Regions from separate parts of the Mus musculus genome. Here regions 1 and 2 are each linked to region 3. A link is a contact called in public Hi-C and promoter capture Hi-C data. All regions are on one chromosome and are shown on one strand. The core of a region is the stretch at or near the end of the contact, and the rest is flanking DNA. Distances in the headings are between cores, read along the strand shown. Region 1 holds the start of Prpf39 (pre-mRNA processing factor 39). Region 2 holds the start of Klhl28 (kelch-like 28). Region 3 holds the start of Pnn (pinin).

Region 1 (3,405 bases), core at 423-2,922, 6.0 Mb before region 3:
TGAGGTCTATTAAGTTAAACACTTGCCTAACAATCAGTATGCTGTTTTAAAAGTTAAAAGGAATTTTAGATGACTTAAACATGAAACTCATTAAATATGATGCACCTGAACTCTAATACTTTCTTTCCCTAATGCTTCCCATGCCTATGCCCATAAAGACATATAAAACACACTATATATCACTGAGCATTACCACAGACCAATTAAGTCATTCCTTAGCTAGCTAGCTGGTTTCCAATCCGGAATCACTCAGAGTCTCAGCCCCGATGAGTCACCTGCATCCCTAGGCTGTAAAAGGGGTTATTACAACAAGTGGTTTTGGCAACCGGTTTTTAGAGACTAAGTAGGATGTTCACAGACATCTTGTTTCCTCATTTTAAACAATTAGGTCCCAGAAATTGAACCTTGCTTATGTATTTACAATGTCTCCATAATCGTCAGAGATTATGTCTTACACAGAGCTCTTAACGCGTAACAGACAATTTTGCTCCTCTCTGAAAATAAAACTCTAACTTTTACAACGATGTTCAAATTTTTTGTTCCTCAATTCAACTTTAAGATACAAATAGCACTAAATATTGAGTCTTTTAAAAATTCTGGGGTCTGAGAGGCAGCTCAACAGTTAAAGACACTAGCTGCCAAGCCTCAAGGGACCACGGTACTCCTGTTCTCATGCACATGACACAGCTCCAGTGCGCATGAATAACACACGGAATAACAGTTTTTAACTCTAGAATGAGATTATAAACACGAGAAGAGTAAGGAATTTAACAGCTGTTGCTATTTTTCTCAAACGAACTATAAAAAAAAAAACTGCCATGGGTCCCGGCCTTAGCTTCCTATTCTTGTCTATGAATCCGTACAGTCCTAGCATTACCATTTCTACCAGCTGAAAATTTTAAAGTATTTCTGAAAACGTTAGATTAGCTTTCTAGTGTTAAGTTCGTGAACACCGGGCATCTGAATCTGCATAAAGCTACACCGTATTACTGCATCATTACTAATCTTACTACATTACTACTAATCCCTTAACATTGGGAATGCCGAATAGTATTTACTAACTTAAAGACCGCGCAGACTCCTGAGCACGAAAGGTTAAAAAAAAAAATCTATATAAGCAGATTGTTTTTTAAAAAAGACTCTACTAGGCTGTTTCCAAGTGTCCGCGTCGCCTCCCCTCCCCCCCTCCCCCCCAAAAAAAAAAAAACCCGCTTGCTTACGCTGCTGTGCAATGGGAAACGTTCTGGCCCTCGGCTCTAGAGAAGCAGGGGACTCAGCCTCAGCAGTTAGCAGCTTCGATAATCCAGGCTGAGGCTCCCGCCCCGCCGCACCCCTGAAGCGAGGCGCCGCTCAAGGTGCAGATCCCAGGCCTGCTCTTCCCAACAGGTGGGATTGGGAAGGAGACGCGCGCCCCGCGCCAGGCCTCGAGCCGGACAGGCGGGGGAGGCCGCGGCCCGGTGCGGCCTGAGGTGGCGCAGGCCCTTCCCGTCCCGGCGCCTCCCCTGCCGCCCGCCTCACGCCGTCCGCCCCCAGTTACCTCACTATGGATGCTGCTCGGTGCCATGAGCCGAAGCCTGGGCCAAGATCGCCAAAGGTGGGCCTGCCACCGCCTCGCTCCACGCAGCTACCGCAGCCACCACCACCAGCGCCGCCGCCGCCTCTTCGGGATCACACTGCGCACGCGCCGGCGGCTCCGAAGGCGCAGCGGTCACGTGACGCGCGCAACCGAGGCCCCGCCCCGGGTGGCCTCCAGTCGCAAACTTAGCTTCCCAAACCATAGCGAAGCCGGTTGTGCTAAGCAGCACTTGTTGCCCAGCGTCAGTCTCCAAAAAAAACCTCTAAAATATCGTAATTCTTTTCCTAACCGCCAAGGCTTTACACATGAAAAATGTGTCAGGAAATGGCCAGAAATTCAGCCTAAAACTTCTAAACCTCAAAACAGTATGGGCTGATTAAATCGTATTCTGCATGTCGAAACTAACCATTTGGGCTTGAGAGTTAAAGGCTCTGAAGGATTTGGGCATAAAACTTTCAGGGCAAAGAGAGGCAGCTTGGTGTTGATGATCTTAGCAGCCCTCTTCAGTTGTTTATATCCTAGTCCCCACTCTTAAATATCCGTTTTTTAAAAAAAAATCTCGTCTTCCGTCAGTAAAACTATAGACAATTGAGCGAGCGAATGTTTTCTCACTCACCGATCTTCCATTTGGAATTTCAGAGAACTCACAACTGGGCTTTTACTCTTCCCTCTAGAACTGGTCTCCAGAATGTTTCTTTTTAAGATGATTTTTTAAAAGATTTATTATTATATCTAAGTACACTGTAGCTGTCTTCAGACGCACCAGAAGAGAGTGTCAGGTGTCATTAGGGATGGTTGTGAGCCACCATATGGTTGCTTGGATTTGAACTCAAGACCTTTGGAAGAGCAGTCAGTGCTTTTAACCGCGGAGCCCTCTCTCAAGCCCTTAAGATGATTTGTAACGGTGTATAAACCTCTTCAACTGCTTCTCTGCTCCCAAATAGCCAACTCCTCCCCGTTGGGCATGAAATAGTCACGCTTTTCCCTTTACCTCTTAATTGGGCAGTTTTGTATTCTCTAACAATCAGCAACTTGCCAGGCGTGGTGGCGAACACCTTTAATCCCAGCACTCCAGAGACAGAGGCAGGCAGATTTCTGAGTCCGAGGCCAGCCTGGTCTACAAAGTGAGTTCCAGGACAGCCAAGGATCACAGAGAAACACTGTCTTGAAAAACAAACAAACAAAACAACAACAACAAAAACCCAGCAACTTTTAAACGTATACCATCTGAAAGGGCAGTCAAGAGAGGGCATTGTTTTTTTAAAGATGTATTTATTTTTATGCATGTGTCTGCCTGTGTATGTATGTATGTATGTGAACCAAATGCTTGCATTCCTATGGTCAGGGCAGTCTTTAACAATCACATCAACTCTCTCACTGTTTTACCTTCCCAAACTCCTAATTCACTGCTCAAGAATTCTTATGTATTCTATTTGATTTGACTAAAGTGTGTTCATCACATGAAAACATAAATTACCCAGGAATCATGATACAAGTCTATAATCCGACTTGGGTAGTGGCAGAAGAAGAATCAGAAGTTTGAGATAATATTCAGCTGCTTGAGCTTGAGGTGAGTCTAGGTTACACGAAACTCAAAGCAGCAGCAGCAGCAACAAAAAGAACGCCACACAAACTACTTTAAAAATCGATCAAGCCATAGTTTGCCCTAAAGTAAATTGTATATCCCAGATCTAAGTATAACGAAGAAATAAGTGGTTAGACCAAAATACTGTGGACTGTGGTTCATAGTCTAATAGTTCCCAACCTTTCTAAAGCATCCACCCTTTAATACAGTTCCTCATGTGATGACCCAGCCATAAAAAAACGTC
Region 2 (3,506 bases), core at 976-3,475, 5.9 Mb before region 3:
GAAGACGGCATGAGTATTGCATACTCCACAAATCCCTGTTCTGTTAGCCGTGGAAGAGTTTTTCTGGCCAATCGGGCCTGCACGGCATTCATCACCCCATCGCCATTATCCTGCAATTCAACAGTATCTACAGCTTTAAAAAGAACATTGGTTTTACCTGAGCCCATTGATGATGCCAAAACAGCAAAGGCCTCTAAAGCTGCCTGGCGTACCCTGCGTTTGCTATCCACAAGAGCTGGAGCAAGATCAAAGGACAGTTTGGGTAAGTCAAAATCCTCACTGGGGTAGGTCAGGAGGGAACAGATGCAAATGTTCACTACTTCCTCCCGTACTCTGGAATGCTTATGTTTAAGGTTTTCCAGGAGCAAAGAAAGCACCCGCTGAGGACCCACTTCTTTCATTAGCTTTAGGAAGATTTTCATGTACTCCTGCTTGATCACCAACTTGTTGTCTGCCAGCACTTTCACAGAAGCCGCTATAACTGGTCCCAAGAACTGTTGCACCTGCTCTCCCAGGCGAATGACCAGCAAATGGAGAACTTGAAGTGTGCCATGGACCACTTTGAAATTGGAATCGTCTAGCAAGTTATACAATAAGCTAATGAAACCAACGAGACTAGCATGAGGGGTCGAACTTGGGTTAAATTTTCCCAGCAACTGCTTTAGTTCTTCAACAGCCTGAGTCCTGTTTTTATAATCTTCCTGATCCAACAGTCTTGCATGGAGTTCCTGGGGAATAATCTCAAATTTAAGATTGCTACTGGAAAGATTCACTACACACGGGGCAGCATCTTCAGAAAACCCGGAGGCTTCTAGCTCCAAATAATAAGGAACCTGACTTCCATACTGGGACTCCAGGCGGCGATTGTAGTGCCTCCTCAGTGCAGAAGGCAAACGCGAGATGTAGGAGTGAAACCTCTCTTGACCAAGTCGTTCTCCAATTTGTTGAAGTGAAGAGAAGGCTGTCTCGGATTCTTCTTCCATCTCCTGATCGCCAAGCTTTCGGGCCAGAGATATTATTACTTCAGTGAGATCCAAACCCTGCAACAAATCCTCAGGAGTGAACAAGATAGGGAGCAACAGCGCAGTGGAAGCTCTAAGCCGGGCATCTGGACTTTCCAGGCCTTGGATGAGAGTTCGCAGGACCTGCCCAGAACTACGCCTAAGACAAATATGCAGGATCTGCAGCGCATCTTTCCGTAGGGCAGGGTTATCTTCTCGTAACGAGACAACGAGCTGAGGCAAAAGCGCTAAACTGAAGGCCTCTTCCAGCTGACCCGCCTCGCCCTGACCCCGAAGAACGTCCGAGAGAAGCTGCAAGCAGAGCCTCTTCTCCTCACTGCCGCCTTCCACAAGCACTCGGCCCAGCGCCCGATATAAGGCTTCCTTGCGGCGGGGAAAGCCAAGCCGGCCGCCTCGCCGCGGCAAGGCAGCCTGCAAAGCCTGGAACGCCTCGGAAGGATCCGGTGCGGTGCGCAGGAGTTGAAGAAGCCGAGTCTCCTCCTCATCTCCGCCCGAGAGCCCACTTCCAGGCCCGGACCAGCTAGTTGAAACAGCCTCCGCCGGTAACAGGAGGGTCGAGGCCAGAGGCGACGGCGTCGCGGGGCAGGAGCCATGATCCCCGGCAGCCCCACGGCAGTAATAGTTTTTCTCGCCTCTCATGGTGCCCCCGGATCGACGACCATCAGTCCCTGGGGCGTAAGGACGACAGCGGCTCAGGAGGCGATAGGAACCAGGGGTCGCAGGAGGCGGCAGCGGGAGCAGCTCGGAAGGCGCGGCCGCCATGGAGGGTCGTCAGGTAGCGAGAGCTGGAGGGAACCATTGCCGTCTTGGGAGGGCTGGATGAAGCCCAGCCTTCCAGTTCCTCTCCAAGCCCCGAGCTGCAGAGGAAGAGAAGGAACGGCTCCGGTCAGCTGCCAGGCCGCTCGGGCCTTCCACTCCCGGAGCCAGCCTCCGGCAAAATGGCCCCCGCTGAGCCTGGGACCCCACAGGCGCCACCCGGCGTAACCAGGGCCACCACGTGACCAAACCGAGCGCTTCCATGGTGATGCACCCAGAGCGGACCTCTTGACCCGGAAACCAATCTGCCGCGGTGGATGCTGGGTTATGTAGTCCATGTAAGGACTTAAAGCATAGGCCGAAGATTCCTGGAAGAGGAAGTCTGAACGTAGCCAGAATGAAGAGGCGGGGTCAAGGCCTTAGACGGAAATGACGCTCCCTTGTCCGGGGCGGAAGTTTTCCACCCCACCCATAAGAGTTGAGGTTTGACGGGAGCAAGAGAGGATCCCATCCCGGGTTCCAGTTTTCCGTGGCTCCTCCTCCTGTTGCTGCAGGTGTTATTCCTGGGACTCAGGTATTTTCCTTTTGCTATTATACAGTGGTGCAGGCTTTGGTGGTGTGTTCCCCGAGTGCCCCAGGAGCCAGAATGCGAGGCAAAGAACTGGACCAGAGCAGGCAGAGAGAGACGACATGTTCTGCACAGTGCTGGTTACCATTGTAAACGTTCTACTCACTGCTGTCCAAAATAAGATTCTTTCTACCTGCAGCCTGCTTAGTAGTACAGGAGAACCTAACCGAGGCCAAGCACACAGAGTACTTTTTTAAAAAAGACTTTCTTGTCGTTGGGGACCTTCCTCGCCCCGCCCTCTTCTCCCTTGCCTCCTTTTCCTCTCTTCACCCGCTGGCTATGGAGTGTTAAAGGCTTCTGTCCCTTTTCATTGTCCGCATCACCAAGTTTTCTTATAGATAGGTAGAATCAGTGTTTTCCCCTTTGCATTAAACGGAGTGCTTAAAGCCTTTATCTTTTAACTCCTCTGTGGGACTTTTCCTTTCGCCCCACCTCCACCTTTCCCATCTCCCCTAGGATACTCCAGAGTCTCTGCAGTCTTTCAGTCTCCTGGAGACGGAGATCGCTAGACAATTTCAGTTGTGGTGCAAGTTCTTAGCATTACAGTCCTAAGAGAATTCTGCACAGAGGATTTAGGTTGATAGACATTATTTTAAGCAAAATGAGAATTTGATAGCTGATGAGTGTTTTTTTTTTTTTTGTAAAAGAAACTATAAATAGACTCAGTTCAACTAAGAGTATCTCCTATACGGCCACACCCCTTTGGGGCATGAAAGAGCAACTTTTTTGTGTGTCTGTATTTGAAACATTAATGCTGAATTACTGTATAGCCCAAGCTGGTCTTGAAGTCTTGACCCTCCTATCAGTCTTCTGATTGTTGAGATTACCAGTGTGCACTGTCAAACCAAGCTTGAAAACAGATTTGTTGTTGTTCGGCAGACTTTTAAAAGAAATAATACAATTACTTTTCAGTGAGAAAAGACTGAGTTATAATTTGAAGTTCCAAGCTTATATTCTTCAAATGCAAAAGTATTTCTGTCCCTCTTTGTATTAAATGGATATCTCTCAATTTTTATTTTATTTTATTTTATTATTTTGAGACTGGGTTTTCCTGTCTAGTCCTAGTTGTTCTGAACTCCCTGTGTAGACCAGGCTGGCCT
Region 3 (3,151 bases), core at 191-2,690:
CATACCTACTGACTGCCCCTTCCAGGTCTCTTTGTTTGGCTGGGGGTCCTCCTCCACTATCTGAGAATCCACGCCTGCAATGAGAAACATCCAACCTAAAGCTCGAGAAACATTAGCAGAAACTGGTATTTCTAGTCGACTAGAGAATTTAGTTGATTTCATAAAGAAGAAAAACACAAGTGAAGCAAACTTAAGCAAACAATTACATGAACAACACCCTACCACCAATTACATTCTTAGATGTCAAAAGCCTTAACAGAACTTAAAAACAGTTAAGTTTATATGAAACTGTCCCCCCCCCACCCCCACCCCCCAGTCAGGGTTTCTCTGTATAGCCCTGGCTGTCCTGGAACTCACTTTGTAACTTTGTAGACCAGGCTGGCCTTGAATTCAGAAATCCGCCTGCCTCTGCCTCCCAAGTGTAGTGCATATGAAACTGTTCTAATATTCTCCAACCTCTACTTTTGCAATACATTTATTAGAAACAAGGCAGTTATCATCTCCTTACCTTAGCAATAAGCTACCTCGTCCTCTACCTCCACCAGGACCAGAAAGGGCCAGCAATCTGGCTTGGATGGGCCTAAAAAAGAATTATAATCAGTGTAAAAGTCCTATGCAGACACATGAGAGGGCTTCATATACTTCCACACACTAAGGTACACACTACGTAGAAATGAACACAAATAATTCTAAAATGACCGTTTCAGATCCACTTCTTCGAAACCAAACATTAAAATCCTCTTTCTTGCTTCCCCAAGACCACCGTTACGAAAATATATGTATCTCGAGACTGCTACATATTAATAAGTCTGGGTCAGGTCCTATCTGCCAACCTCAAGGGAAGGACACCCAAGCCAGCAGGGAGAGGCAGCCACTGCTTCCCCCGGGGGTCTCCGACTTGACAAGGGTTCGGAGCCGCAGGGGTGGAAAGGGGCTTTGTACTGCAGTTCCGGGCCTGCAGCGCCAAGGGCGGGAAGCCGTGGTCTCGGCCTTCCCGGGGGCGCGGAAACCACGCCGGGCAGCCGGGCGGGCCTTCCTTCCATTCGCAAGCACTCGCACCCAGTGCCCTAGGCGCAGGCATGGCGTCTCCCCGCCTAGCCGAGCAGAGGGCTCGCCCGCCGCCCGGGAAACGGGCCCCTTGACCCCAGTCGGCCCACAAGCGGCCGGTTGCCCTCTGTCCCGGGTGCGCCCGGCCCCGAGGCCCCGGACCTCGCCAACCTCTGGGGTTCCGTCCGATCCGTACCTCACATCATTCGGGTCCCGCCCGGTGAGCTTGCGGATATTCTCGTCCACATTCTTGAGGCTCTCTTTGGCCTTCTCTAGCTGCTCCTGCAAAGCTCTCACGGCGACCGCCATCTTCTCTCTGCAGCAGGCTTCGCGACCGCTCTCCAGGCCGCGCAGCGCCGCACCGCGCCCGCCGCTCCACGCGGAAGGACTGACAGCCGGCCCCAGCCAATGATCGCGGGCTTCTTCTCGGGCCTGGACCACCCGAGGACCGGAAGGGGAAGAAGCTTGTCGATCCGTGATTCTGGACCAATGAGAAGCCGGCAAGTCACTCAGCTCCTCCCCTCGCCGCCTGCCGTGGTTGCGCTCCGCTGCTTGCGCAGAGCGGGGAGGGATTACGTCGGTGTGATAGATCCAATCTCGGGGGTCTGCAAAGGCATCCTCTTAAACTTGACATGTCGCTGACTTCATAGTGCGCCTAAACTCTTCCCATGGGACGGAAGAGGCTATACATCCTTTTTTTCCTTCCCCAAGAGGTTTAATCAGAAAAGGGCATGGCAAATAATGGCTGTTGCGCATGCCCAGAGTGCAGGGAGGCGCAGGCTGTCTTCCATTAGTGAACTGAACCACCAGGAGTCTTCATCCTAACAGCTAATAGTTATTGTGGACACTGAGAATCGCTTTGCGTGCCTTAGTCGTTAAAAACTAGAAACTTGAATGAGATGGTGCTTAATGATAAGGAAATTGAGGCTGCGGACCTAGGTCCAACAGGTCGTCAGATCTCGATGAAGAGGCAATTTATATTCTGATCCTGAGCAAAGTTGTTTCCAGCAGGGCCTAATGCCTGCGGGTATAATAGAGGGTCTGGAGAAGTTGCCAGTGGTTTCCTGTGTGTATTTTCTGGATTCCACTTTGCCCTACCCACAATGCCAATATGGACGCTGGTTTTGTACTTGACATAGAGGTACACGTTTTAGTTCGGAAAAATGTTACACAAATGCAAAGGTCAAATCCTTACAAGTTTTCTCCCTGAAAAGGAACAAGAATTTTTGTTTTGTTTTTAGTAACAGTAACTTGGTCTTATCCTGTATGCTATTTGTGTGGAGGCTCATAACTGGATAGGTGAGGAAGAATTTCATTATCTTATCAATGTTAACAGCACCTGTTATCTACAAAACGAATACCATGACAGCCAAGGATACACAGAAAAACCCAGTCTTGAATAAAACCAAAACCAAAAAGAAGAAGGGGGGAAGGGGAGGAGGAGAAGGAGGAGAAGGAGGAGGAGGAGGAGGAGGAGGAGGAGGAGAAGAAGAAGAAGAAATAGAAGAAGAAGAAGAAGAAGAAGAAGAAGAAGAAGAAGAAGAAGAAGAAGAAGAAGAAGAAGAGAAAAGTCAGGTGGTAACATGCCTTTTAATCCCAGCACATGACAGGTTGAGGCAGGTGGATTAGCCTGGTTTACAGAGCTAGTTCCAGGACAGCCAGAGAATCCTGTCTGGAAATACTTACTCCCCCTCAGAGAGAAGGGTGGGGAGGGGGAGAGGGAGAGAGAGAAAGGGAGAAAAGGAGAGGGTGACAGGAAATATCTTTGAAGAAGCTTGAAGGTGTATAGCATATTAGCAGGAAGCAATATAGAAAACCAAGATTTTTTCTTTGGTAAAAAGCAATTAAGTCTAAAAATTATTTAATTCTAATTGTAAACAAGGTTTCACTGAGTTATCTATACATAAAAGATAGGATCTTTTAAATTTTACTATTATTTTGCATGTATGGGTATTTTGCCCTCATGTTTATCTGTGCAACTACATGCATGTATGCATGATGCCCTTAGAGACCAGAAGTGGGGGGTGGGATCACTGGAACTGGAGTTACAGACAAGGTTAATGTTGATGCTGGGAACTGAACCCAGGTGTCCCCTCCCATCTAT

Evidence for each region. Promoter capture Hi-C pulls out the DNA fragments that hold promoters and counts their contacts. A called contact is a pair of places that touch in the nucleus more often than the background predicts.
Region 1: a contact with region 3 is called in a Hi-C map of B cells, with 7 read pairs. The contact joins the promoter of Prpf39 here to the promoter of Pnn in region 3. A contact is called at or near these places in 4 of 39 promoter capture datasets (cranial neural crest, frontonasal cranial neural crest, pre-B cells and 1 more) and 1 of 484 Hi-C or Micro-C datasets (B cells).
Region 2: a contact with region 3 is called in a promoter capture Hi-C map of pre-B cells. The contact joins the promoter of Klhl28 here to the promoter of Pnn in region 3. A contact is called at or near these places in 8 of 39 promoter capture datasets (the C10 cell line, the HPC-7 cell line, cranial neural crest and 5 more) and 15 of 484 Hi-C or Micro-C datasets (B cells, CD4 T cells, the G1E-ER4 cell line and 8 more).

What each region holds. Positions count from the first base shown.
Region 1 is chr12:65,034,601-65,038,005 of GRCm38.p6, reverse strand. It overlaps Prpf39 (pre-mRNA processing factor 39), which reads right to left and starts at 1,672. Exons shown (of 14, transcript NM_177806.3): 1 at 1,538-1,672.
Region 2 is chr12:64,964,255-64,967,760 of GRCm38.p6, reverse strand. Klhl28 (kelch-like 28) reads left to right here and starts at 2,225. Exons shown (of 5, transcript NM_025707.3): 1 at 2,225-2,352. It overlaps Togaram1 (TOG array regulator of axonemal microtubules 1), which reads right to left and starts at 2,019. Exons shown (of 20, transcript NM_177805.3): 1 at 1-2,019. The coding sequence starts at 1,784.
Region 3 is chr12:59,065,208-59,068,358 of GRCm38.p6, reverse strand. Pnn (pinin) reads right to left here and starts at 1,440. Exons shown (of 9, transcript NM_008891.2): 1 at 1,244-1,440; 2 at 509-580; 3 at 6-74. The coding sequence starts at 1,356.